Linked DNA regions of Zea mays: all the other regions are linked to region 2. Evidence: chromatin contacts called from public Hi-C data. All regions are on one chromosome and are shown on one strand. Each heading gives the region's core, a stretch centred on a gene start, on an enhancer-like site or on the middle of the called end of the contact. The rest is flanking DNA. Distances are from core to core; before and after follow the strand shown.

Evidence for each region. Hi-C and Micro-C count contacts between places; a contact is called where the count stands out from the background.
Region 1: a contact with region 2 is called in a Hi-C map of ear, with 2.0 times the contacts expected there. The contact joins the promoter of LOC100193504 here to the promoter of LOC100273265 in region 2. A contact is called at or near these places in 2 of 25 Hi-C or Micro-C datasets (ear and endosperm).
Region 3: a contact with region 2 is called in a Hi-C map of bundle sheath, with 3 times the contacts expected there. The contact joins the promoter of LOC100384057 here to the promoter of LOC100273265 in region 2. A contact is called at or near these places in 3 of 25 Hi-C or Micro-C datasets (bundle sheath, ear and endosperm).

What each region holds. Positions count from the first base shown.
Region 1 is chr1:207,961,956-207,965,292 of Zm-B73-REFERENCE-NAM-5.0, forward strand. It overlaps LOC100193504 (Mediator of RNA polymerase II transcription subunit 31), which reads left to right and starts at 1,540. Exons shown (of 5, transcript NM_001138617.1): 1 at 1,540-1,614; 2 at 1,738-1,899; 3 at 2,378-2,474; 4 at 2,551-2,629. The coding sequence starts at 1,770.
Region 2 is chr1:207,278,770-207,282,372 of Zm-B73-REFERENCE-NAM-5.0, forward strand. LOC100273265 (Calcium-dependent lipid-binding (CaLB domain) family protein) reads left to right here and starts at 1,742. Exons shown (of 1, transcript NM_001147706.1): 1 at 1,742-2,851. The coding sequence starts at 1,828. The coding sequence ends at 2,676. It overlaps LOC100280242, which reads left to right. Exons shown (of 33, transcript NM_001153171.1): 33 at 1-222. The coding sequence ends at 65.
Region 3 is chr1:206,632,122-206,635,458 of Zm-B73-REFERENCE-NAM-5.0, forward strand. LOC100384057 (PGP1) reads right to left here and starts at 1,903. Exons shown (of 5, transcript NM_001362241.1): 1 at 1,224-1,903; 2 at 444-1,080; 3 at 38-348. The coding sequence starts at 1,827.

The sequences.
Region 1 (3,337 bases), core at 290-2,789, 680 kb after region 2:
GCGAAGTCCGCTCCGCCCGACCCAGGGCTCGGACTCGGGCTAAGACCCGGAAGACGGCGAACTCCGCTCCGCCCGACCCAGGGCTCGGACTCGGGCTAAGGCCCGGAAGACGACGAACTCCGCTCCGCCGGACCCCAGGGCTCGGACACCGCCCTGGCCTCTGCCGACGACCTCCGCCTCGCCCGACCCCGGGGCTCGGACTCGGCCTCGGCCATGGAAGACAGACTCGACCCCGGCTTCGGAGGAGCCTCCACGTCGCCCGACCTAGGGCACATGCCCGCCACGTCAACAGGAAGCGCCATCATCACCCTACCCTGAGCCGACTCGGGCCGCAGAGAACAAGACCGGTGTCCCATCTGGCTAGCTCTGCCAGATAGGCAATGATGGCGCCCCGCTAGCCCTGTGACGACGGCGGCTCTCAGCTCCCTTACGGAAGCAGGGGAACGTCAGCAAGGACCCAACCGCTCCGACAGCTGTCCCTCCGCCAGGCTCCGTCGCTCCTCCGACAGCCACGACACCACACCAGCTGGGTGCCAAGATCTCTCCGGCTGCCACATCGGCATGTACTTAGGGCGCTAGCTCTCCCCCGCTAGACACGTAGCACTCTGCTACACCCCCATTGTACACATAGATCCTCTCCTTACGCCTATAAAAGGAAGGACCAGAGCCTTCTTAGAAAAGGTTGGCCGCGCGGGGACGAGGACGGGACAGGCGCTCTCTTGGGGCCGCTCGCTTCCCTCACCCGCGTGGACGCTTGTAACCCCCTACTGCAAGCGCACCCGACCTGGGCGCGGGACGAACACGAAGGCCGCGGGATTTCCACCTTTCTCACGCCCGTCTCCGGCCACCTCGCTTCCCCTCTTCGCGCTCGCCCACGCGCTCGACCCATCTGGGCTGGGGCACGCGGCACACTCACTCGTCGGCTTAGGGACCCCCCGGTCTCGAGACGCCGACAGATGTCCTAGAGGTTGACAATGGAGCGCGAGCATATCTACCGAGTAGGGCGCTTTGTGATGATCGATAATAGATAGATCTACAAGAGGGATTTATAGTTGGGTTAGTTTGACTATAGCAAAATAAGTCTTATCCCCTCTCTATTTTATTAGACGAGAAACGGGGGAGAAATAAATCTACGTACGTGATCCACGACACGCGAAGATATTTGGATTGAGTTAGATTAAAAAAAAAATACTTCTTTTTTATCAGAGACGATGTGAAAACTTAAAAACCAGTGCTTTACGTAGCAGAGAGTGCTTCAGAGAAGAGAAGAGAGAGTGACTATATTATTTTTAGGAAATAATACTCCCTTGATTTTTTTATTTGTCGTCGAACAAGTCAAAAATGAATTGGTGAGCGTCATATATAAAAAACTAGAGGTAGTATAATTTTAAAAAGGATTAATAAAAGTAAAAAAATTCCAACCGCACACGGCACCTCCTCTCGTCCGTTCGCCGCCTGGCTCGCACCGCTGACAGTGCGTCAGTCCAGGTCGATACTCCCTCTTTCCAAGATCCGGTCATTCTCTCTCGGGGTCGGCTACCGCCGCCGCCGTACGCCAGGTGCCGACTGCCGAGACCTTCTCCGATCTGTTTGCCGGCGAAGAGCGCCCGCCAAGTATTCCCACCCTCTTCTCTTCCCTAGTTCCCTGTCTGCTGTGCGAAATCGAGTTCTCAAAACTCTAACCTCAGACTATTTGATTAATGTGTGTACACATGTACACCCTTGTTCCTTTAATAGATCTGCCCCTGGTTTCAACCGATTGAACCCCGATGTCCGACGTCGAGAACCCTGGCGTGGGTGGGAAGCCGCCGCCGTACAAGGACCCTGACAATGGGAGTCAGCGATTCCTACTCGAGTTGGAGTTCGTGCAGTGCCTCGCCAACCCTACCTACATCCACTGTACTGTACTGTCCTCCATTCTCTTGTTTCATCTCACCTTGTTGGGATTAGCTAATCTGATGTTGCACGCATCTATAGAACGTTTTCCTGTACCGGTTTGTTACCAATTTTGATAGGGGCTGTGCTGCTAGTAACTAGCAATCCATTGCAACGGACTGAAAATTTTTGTAGAAGTGTGTGTTTGTCAGTAAGTCCCTGCTTGAGAAGGGAGCTAGGAGTGCTTAGGAATTTTTAGTACTAGCCTAAATCCCATTCTCCCCTATTCAAACTGGTCTCGTCTGCATGGGCCTCATGAGCGGTTTCTTATCAATAGGATATGATTGCTAAGCTAAGGCTGTGATATTGTTAGTAGTGTTGCTTGATATCATCATTTTGTGTGCCTCATGGCTCCTTGTTTTTTACTTGAACTTTCTTGTTCAATGCACATCATGTTTGGTACTGCATGGATGATTTGAATGCTCTTTCTTTTCCCAAATAGATCTAGCGCAGAATAGATATTTCGAGGATGAGGCATTTATCGGGTACCTCAAGTATCTAAAATACTGGCAGCGACCAGAGTATATCAAATACATAATGTGAGTGATACCATATTCAGTGGTTTTTTCTGCAACAGAGGAAATGGCTTGCTCATTGTTTTTGCTGATGATGCAGGTATCCACACTGCCTTTTCTTTCTTGAGCTTCTCCAAAATGCCAATTTCCGAAATGCAATGGCACATCCAACAAACAAGGTGATCTTTTGGCCTAGAATCACACGTTCACACTTGAGCACCGTTTTTAGCTTTTGTTTACCGTCTTGCAGTGTCATCCCTTCTTTCAAAACCTAGCTGAAGTTGCTCTGTTGGGCCATATTATTTTGACTTGCTTTCTAGAACCTATAAAAAACAGAAAGTCACACAAACTTGATATGAGTACTTTTGTAGAACTATGCAGCACGTATACTGATACATGTATCGGTATCACAAGGATACTGATACACAGATACAGCAATTTCCTAAAAATTCCCATTCATGAATACATTTTACTATTTTTTAAATAAAAGGATAATAATGCATATTAAAATGGATAGCAATCTAACAATGAAACACCACAATCTACTTAACTATTTAAGTTCTAATTAAAGCACAGCAGGTCTCAATTCTCAAATACAGTAGTCTCAAATTTAAGAAATTAATAAAAGGCATTCAGGTTTGCAATTCAGGCTCGCACCAAGTTCCTATTCCGCATTTGTCTTGCTTGTTTCATTCTCATCCACAACATTAAGCTGGAGATCACCCAAACCAAAAGACACAGCTTGCAATTCAGGCCCATCAAGGGAGAGGTCAGGCACTTCAAGGATGCCAATACCACCAAGTGAATAAAAAAATCTCCTCCCACATCCCACATCATTGTCTCTCCTGTCTTATATGCATCAGTTCTTTTTGGCAGACAAAGACCAA
Region 2 (3,603 bases), core at 492-2,991:
TCGTGTCGGCCAATGGGCTCTCCGAAAACGTGTTCGAGATTGCTTCAAAAAGCTTGGCGGATTAGCTTGGGCAGTTCCGAGGAATTGCGAGTGGGAGTGCTTAACTGAATCTCTCTTTTGTTGGTAAAATGACAAGTAGAGATAATAAACAGGCGGGCCGAATTTGCATGAACTGATAAAATATAAGTGTGATGATGCCCGCTTTGTGGGGGGCTTTGGAGCATGCATGCGCGCTCGTCTGTTGGAATGGAACTGCTGTTTTTTTTTTTTTACGTTCTCCGCTCAGCGGACCGCTGTGGGGCAGAAAACATCTGAAGCACGACGGCTGCTCTCTGTCTCTGTTTCTCTCTCGAACTCGCGGTTTGGTTATCAGTCGGTCCTGTGGAACCCTTGGCTTCGACAAAGCTGGAAAAGTTTGGAGCTTTCCAGTCATGCCAGGTTCTTCTAGCACACTCCAGCAAGTAGGAGCAAGTGTTCTTTTTGGCTGGTTTGTTGGCACCGTATTTCTTTTGGTTTCTTAAGTTTTCTAACAAAATATTTATTATTGGTAGATTTTGTTGAACTGTAGATGCACAGAGTCAGGCATGTGAAGTGAATTGACAGCATTGGTTGGGGATCGGAGCTACATGCCGAAACCGATTGGACCTCTGGTGGTGGGGTAGGAATTGGATGAGATGGGGGCGGCGGAAACGAAAGGTTTCGTGAGTCGTGATGATGATGGTGTGTGCATGGTACTCCAGCGGTCCTGCCCACCAGCGGAAAAAGGAGAAAGCTTGCGCGTCGAAACCGTGTGGGCGTGTGGTGGCCGCCACCGCCATGCCTCACGGCATCTCTCTGATCTTCGGTAGTGGCCACTGGCCAGTGGAAGCATCAGCACTGGATCCGGAGAGCATAAAGCATGAGTGCTACTCCTGTCCAATAGCAGGCTAGATCATAATCCCTATGTCCCTTGACTCTGGTTTTCGCGTGATGCTGTACTAAGCCGGTGATTGGAGGAGTCTTTAGGAGAATAGATTGTCCTATCCACACATACCGGCAAACATCCTTGATTGGAGGAGTGTGACTGAGGTAGTCAGGTAGAGGCCCTGTTTAGTAAGAACATCTCCAAGAGTTCCCCATAATTCTTTCAAATCAAGTTTTTTTTGAAAAAACACAAAAAATTGTCTCCAACAGTTTCTGTAAAGTGCTCCTAACTTTTTCATAGCACTTAAAGCTCTCATTTGTAGCTATAAATGTGTTTTTTTGGATTCCACAGAAACAATCTGTCGTTTTAAAAGATCTATTAGAGAAATGTTTAAAATCTACCCACACTAATTTTTTAGATGTCCATTAAAACTGATTTTCAGGAGTTATTTGCTGGGAAGCTCCTCTAACCAAGCAGAATATCATCTAAGGCGTGTATGGAGTAAAGTACAGCCATTTTTTTGGGATAGTCAATGAACTTAGCCGCTAAGAAAATATATATTTATATTTATTTATGGCAGTATTTAGGGAGGAAAGAAAGAAGAAATAGACTCCCATGCAGTTGTCCGTTCAAATGCAACGTCCAGAGAAGAAACCGATGAGCAGCGAGCCAGCCATCCTTTTCTAGTCAAGCATCGTCAGCGTCGCAACCGTCCGTCCGTCCGTCCCAACAAGGCCAGCCGCCACCTCCCCAGCTGACAGGTGAGCCCCACCCCACATCTCCCGCCACACTATTTATACCTTCCCTCCCGTTGGCATCCTCCCACTCGCTCACCATCAGCGATCCTTCTCTCTTGAGTGTCCTCCCATCTCATCCAATCCATCCCCGCCACCACAGGCAAAGGCAACCCAAAAGGAGCCGCCATGGGCTCCCGCTACGAGGTGGAGGTGACGGTGGGGTCGGCGAGCAACCTGAAGAACGTCAACTGGCGCAACGGCGACCTCCGGCCCTACGCCGTGCTGTGGGTGGACGACGGGCCCAAGTGCTCCACCCGCGTCGACCCCGACAACGGCGAGGACCCCGTGTGGGACGAGAAGGTGGTGGTCCCCGTCCCGCCCGCCTCCGCCGCGCGCCTGGGCGACGCCGTCCTCCACATCGACGTCGTCCACGCCGCCGGCGACGACGCCGACGCCGTCAAGCCGCTCGTGGGCTCCGCGCGCCTCCCGCTCCGCGACGTCCTCGATGACGCCGGCGGCGTCGGCGGCGCCAGGGTCTCGCGCACGCTCAGGCTGAAGCGGCCCTCGGGCCGCCCGCAGGGCCGGCTCGAGGCCCGCGTCGCCGTCCGCGAGGCCGCGCCGCCGCCGCGCTACTACGACCCGAACCCGTACCCGGCGCCCGCGTACGGGAACCCCGGCGCCGCCCGCGACCCGTACTACGCGGCGCCGCCGGCGTACGGCGGACAGCCGCCGTACGCCGCGCCGCCGGTGGGGTACCCGGCCGACGCTCCTCCTCCCTACGGCGGTGGTTATGGCTACGGAGCTGCTGCTCCGACGGCGTACGGCGCTGAGGCTGCTCCACTACCTGCCCAGCAGCAGAAGAGCAGCAAGATGGGGATGGGGACGGGGCTGGCCGTGGGCGCCGCGGCGGGGCTGCTGGGCGGCCTCGCGCTGGCGGAAGGGGCGAGCTACGTGGAGGACAAGTTCGAGGATCGCGTCGCCGAGAGGGTGGAGGAGGAGACGTTCGGCGACGGAGATTACGATGACGATTACTAGAATGAAGCAGGTCGGAGAGGAGATCATGATCATGCATACGGAACCGAAATCCAGGCAACAAGTCGAAGTCGAGTAGCTCAAATGTATTCAAATAATAAGTGAGATCACCCCAGTCGAGAAAAAAAATCAAAACTTGAACCATGGCAATATATGTTAATCGCCAACCATTTGATCGAGTACTTGGTTTGATTGTCCAATTCGAACCGTATCTTGCTTTCCATGTCGTACGTGGGCGCCTATATATATTTTTTGCAGTATGAACAGAAAAGAAAAGAAAAAGATGTCAGTGAAGCGGCAAGGCCGTACCCTTGCTAAGAAGATCCATGGCAGTCAACGATAGCCTATTTGATTGAGTTCTACAACTTCTATACCTTCGAAGAGATGCCTTTAATCCGAAGCGTGGAAGACGGTCAAACAATCGAGCGTTCAATGCTTTGAAGCTTAACGAAACACTCGACGCCTCAACTGAGAGCTAGCTTTCACAAAAGCGAAACAAAGCAAAGCACAGCAATAATGCAAATGAAACAGTGGTTCAGCTGCTACTGGGTGATTGGGGTGTTTTTGGATGCACGAACGAAGGTGGCCACATTTTCAATACTCATTGTCAGCTGCTGCAGCCTGTAGGTACGACTGCGACGCTACACGCACACTACCACGAATTCTAGAAACACTTTATGGATCTATTTCTTATTCTCTCTTCCTTTTTCTTCTTTTTGATATAAGAAGAGTGTTCGAATTTGTCTGTGGAAGCACCTTGATTGGGCCTGCTATGTTCGAGTTGGGCCAGGTTAGGATGTAAGTGGACCAGGATGCATGCGTCCTCCGCTCCTGCCACTAAGGCTATATTCGGTTCATAGCTAGGGGTAAAATCAAGGGAGGGATTTAATCTAGAGATTGATTGAGTTAACCCTCTCCTATCACTTGACC
Region 3 (3,337 bases), core at 653-3,152, 650 kb before region 2:
ATTAATGCGCTAAAAGTAGTAACAGTACTAGGTATACCTGCGCTGGGGTCGTAGAATCTCTCGATGAGCGACACCACCGTGCTCTTCCCGGAGCCGGAGCTGCCCACCAGCGCGATGGTCTTCCCGGCGGGCACGCTCAGCGAGAAGCCGCGCAGGATGGGGACGTCCGGCCGCGACGGGTACGCGAAGTCCACGCCCCGCATCTCCACCCGCCCCGTCACCGACTCTGGCTCCGCGCCGTCGCGCGAGGAGATGCCCGGCCTGTGGTCGATGATGCGGAAGATCTTGGCAGCCGCCACACGCGCCTTGGCGAACGCGGCCATGCTCGGCGCCGACTGCCCGAGGGCCCTGCACGCGATCCACAGATACCGTCAGCAGCAATGACGACGGGGGCGGGCCGAGGAGCAGCAGAAGGAGAGAGTGCGTGGTGTGGTGGGCCTTACAGTCCGCCGATCATGACGGAGAACATGGTGGCGATGGCGAGCCCGCCGTTGGTGTGCTGGGCGCGCACGAGGTGGCCGCCGTACCAGAGCAGGAGCCCGTAGCAGCAGAAGACGGTGAAGTAGGTGCCGCCGAGGCCGAGCCCCTTGGCGAAGCCGCTGCGGTAGCCGATCCTCTGCGCCACGGCCAGCGCCGCCGAGTAGGCCCGCATCTCGCGCTCCTCGCCAACGAACGCCTGCACGATCCGTATCTGCGCGAGCGCCTGCTCCGCGATGCCGCTGGCGCCCGAGAGCGCGTCCTGGCTGCGGGACGAGAGCTTGGCGAGCGCGGCGGCGCTCAGCCCGCCGATGACGGCGATGAGCGGCACCACGGCCAGCGTGACCAGCGCCAGCTGCCACGCGGCCGTGAACCCCACGACGAAGCCGGCCACGAAGGTGGCCATGTAGTGGATGAGGTTGCCCAGCTTCTCGCTGATGGCGTCCTGCACCACCACGGCGTCCGCGTTGATGGCGTAGATCACGTCCGAGGCCCGCACGTCGGTGTCGAAGAAGGACACGTCCTGCCGCAGCGCCGCGTCCAGGTACCGGATCCGCATCCGCGTCGACTGCCGCTCGCCGGTCCACATCCAGCAAGAGATCTCTGCGAGCGGGGCGAACGATTTGAACATCTCGTTTGTAGCCACGGCGATTGGCTGACCGACGTGATTTGTCATCCAATCCAAATTGACCGCCAATTCGCGACGCACACAAGCTGGGGCGGCAGGAGGAGGAGGGATAGCGTACCTGCCCACGAGGATGCCCAGATTGCCGCTCCGACGACGAGGAAGTAGAAGGCGTACTTGACGACGAGGCGGACCATGGTGTCCGGGTCGTCGGCGTGGGAGCCGAAGGAGTCGACGAGGTCGGCGAAGAAGCGGAGGAAGACGGGGAGCGAGCAGCCGTGGACGAGCGCGCCGAGGGTGCCGATGAGCATGAGCGCGCAGTCGAGGCCGTCGGCGAAGCGGAAGAGGTCGCGCAGGGCGGCGGGCGGGGTGGGCTTCTTGCTGTCATTGGCGCCGGCGGAGGCTGGCCTGGCATTGGGCGGCTGCTCGGTCTCCAGAGAAGCCGGCGGAGGGGGAGGCGAAGAAGGAGGAGGAGGAGCAGCGCCGCCACCGGCAGATGTAGTAGGCGTGTTGCTGCTGCTGCTGCTGCGGCCAGCAGGAGCAGGGAGCGTGGGTTGCTCTGCTGCTTCCGGTTGCCCGGCTAGGAAGCCAGGAGGCTGGTGGGCGGGAGACGGCAGATGGAAGGCCTCGAGCTCGGGCCGGGCCCACTCGTCGCCGCCGTCGGCATGGGGCGAACCGAGAACGACGACGCGCGCCCTGATCTCCTCCGGGTCGCTGCTAGACATGGCGAGGAGGGGAGAGGAGGGAGGGGGAGCTCCTCTGCCCCCCACCTCAGCAGAGTGGCAGAGCAAAGCAGAGGAGGTGGAGAGGGAGGAGGAGTGGATTGGTTAAGAGCTGGAGTTGCTCATCTCGCCTCTTATAATAATTGGCTTGGGAGTGTGACTGTGTGTGTGAGACCGTCAGGCTCGCTCGCTCCTCCGGTTCCCATTCCCGGCAGCTCATGTCTTTGTAGCAGTAGAAGAGTCCAACTAGTGAGAGAGACTGAATGTACGGACCCTACTTGCACAGTACTCCTACATGTACTGTGGAAAACGAATGGGAATGGATGCATGCGGCACGTTGCGTTCTATCATTTTCATCGTCACTAAAATCTAACGGCCGATAGAAAACCTGCTGCGGCGAAAAGGTCTCATGGTTAATATTTATGAGTAGTTCGATTTGTCCGAAAGTGAATTTTAGGCTTGATTAAAAAAATTCTCTCGCTGCGAGTCCTGAGTGCACTCTAACTGGACCGTTGCAAACTAGATGGTGACGGCTCACTGGTGATGAGAACTAATGTTTAGAAATTTTCTCGACAGGACCATATTTTGGTCTCTTCTTAATATAATACCGATATAACGTTTTTTAAGAAAACCTGCTGTGTATATGAGAAATTCGTTTTTCTTCCATTCACTCGGTTATGCTGCTTTTTTTACCGATGAAGTGTCGGACAACTTTAGATCTCTATATACTGTCACTCGCTAACCATCTGTTTTGGTTTTGTTGCATATGCATCCACTGTGATAAAGAATGGATAAATAAGCATCTCGCGATACGGGTTCATGTGTTTTTCCAACATTCTTACATCCCTTTGCTTGATGCATTCCAAGTGCATCATTTTTCTCTTAAAACAAATGCATCCATTCTAGAAAAAAAACTATTTTATGTAGCCTTGAGATCTACCCCGACTCAACTTATTGAAGGTGTTTGTTGAGATACGGTACGCGTTGCATAATATGTTTTGAAAGAAAGGCACCACACACATATATATATATATATATATATATATATATATATATATATATATATATATATATATATATATATATATATATATATATATATATATATATATATATATATATATATATATATAGAGAGAGAGAGAGAGAGAGAGAGAGAGGAGTTAATGAAAGTCCAGGGCTTCCATTAGTACAGGAAACCCCAGCCAGGTCCATGCGCGTCCGATCGTGTGCTAGTTCTGGCTCGGGCGAATTCTAGCGTAAAACGTGAGCTAAAACAACATAAATGAGTACGAAATTTAGCGTAAATCGTATATCTGTTTCGTAACAGCAAATGGGCCCCGAAATTACGGCGTGTAAATCGCGTGCGTCCGATCGTACGCGGGTTCTGGCTCGAATGGATTTTAGCGTAAAACGTGAGCTAAAACATCATAAATGATTACGAAATTTAGCGTAAATCGTATATCTGTTTCGTAACAGCAAATGAGGCCTGAAATTACGGCGTAAAAATCGC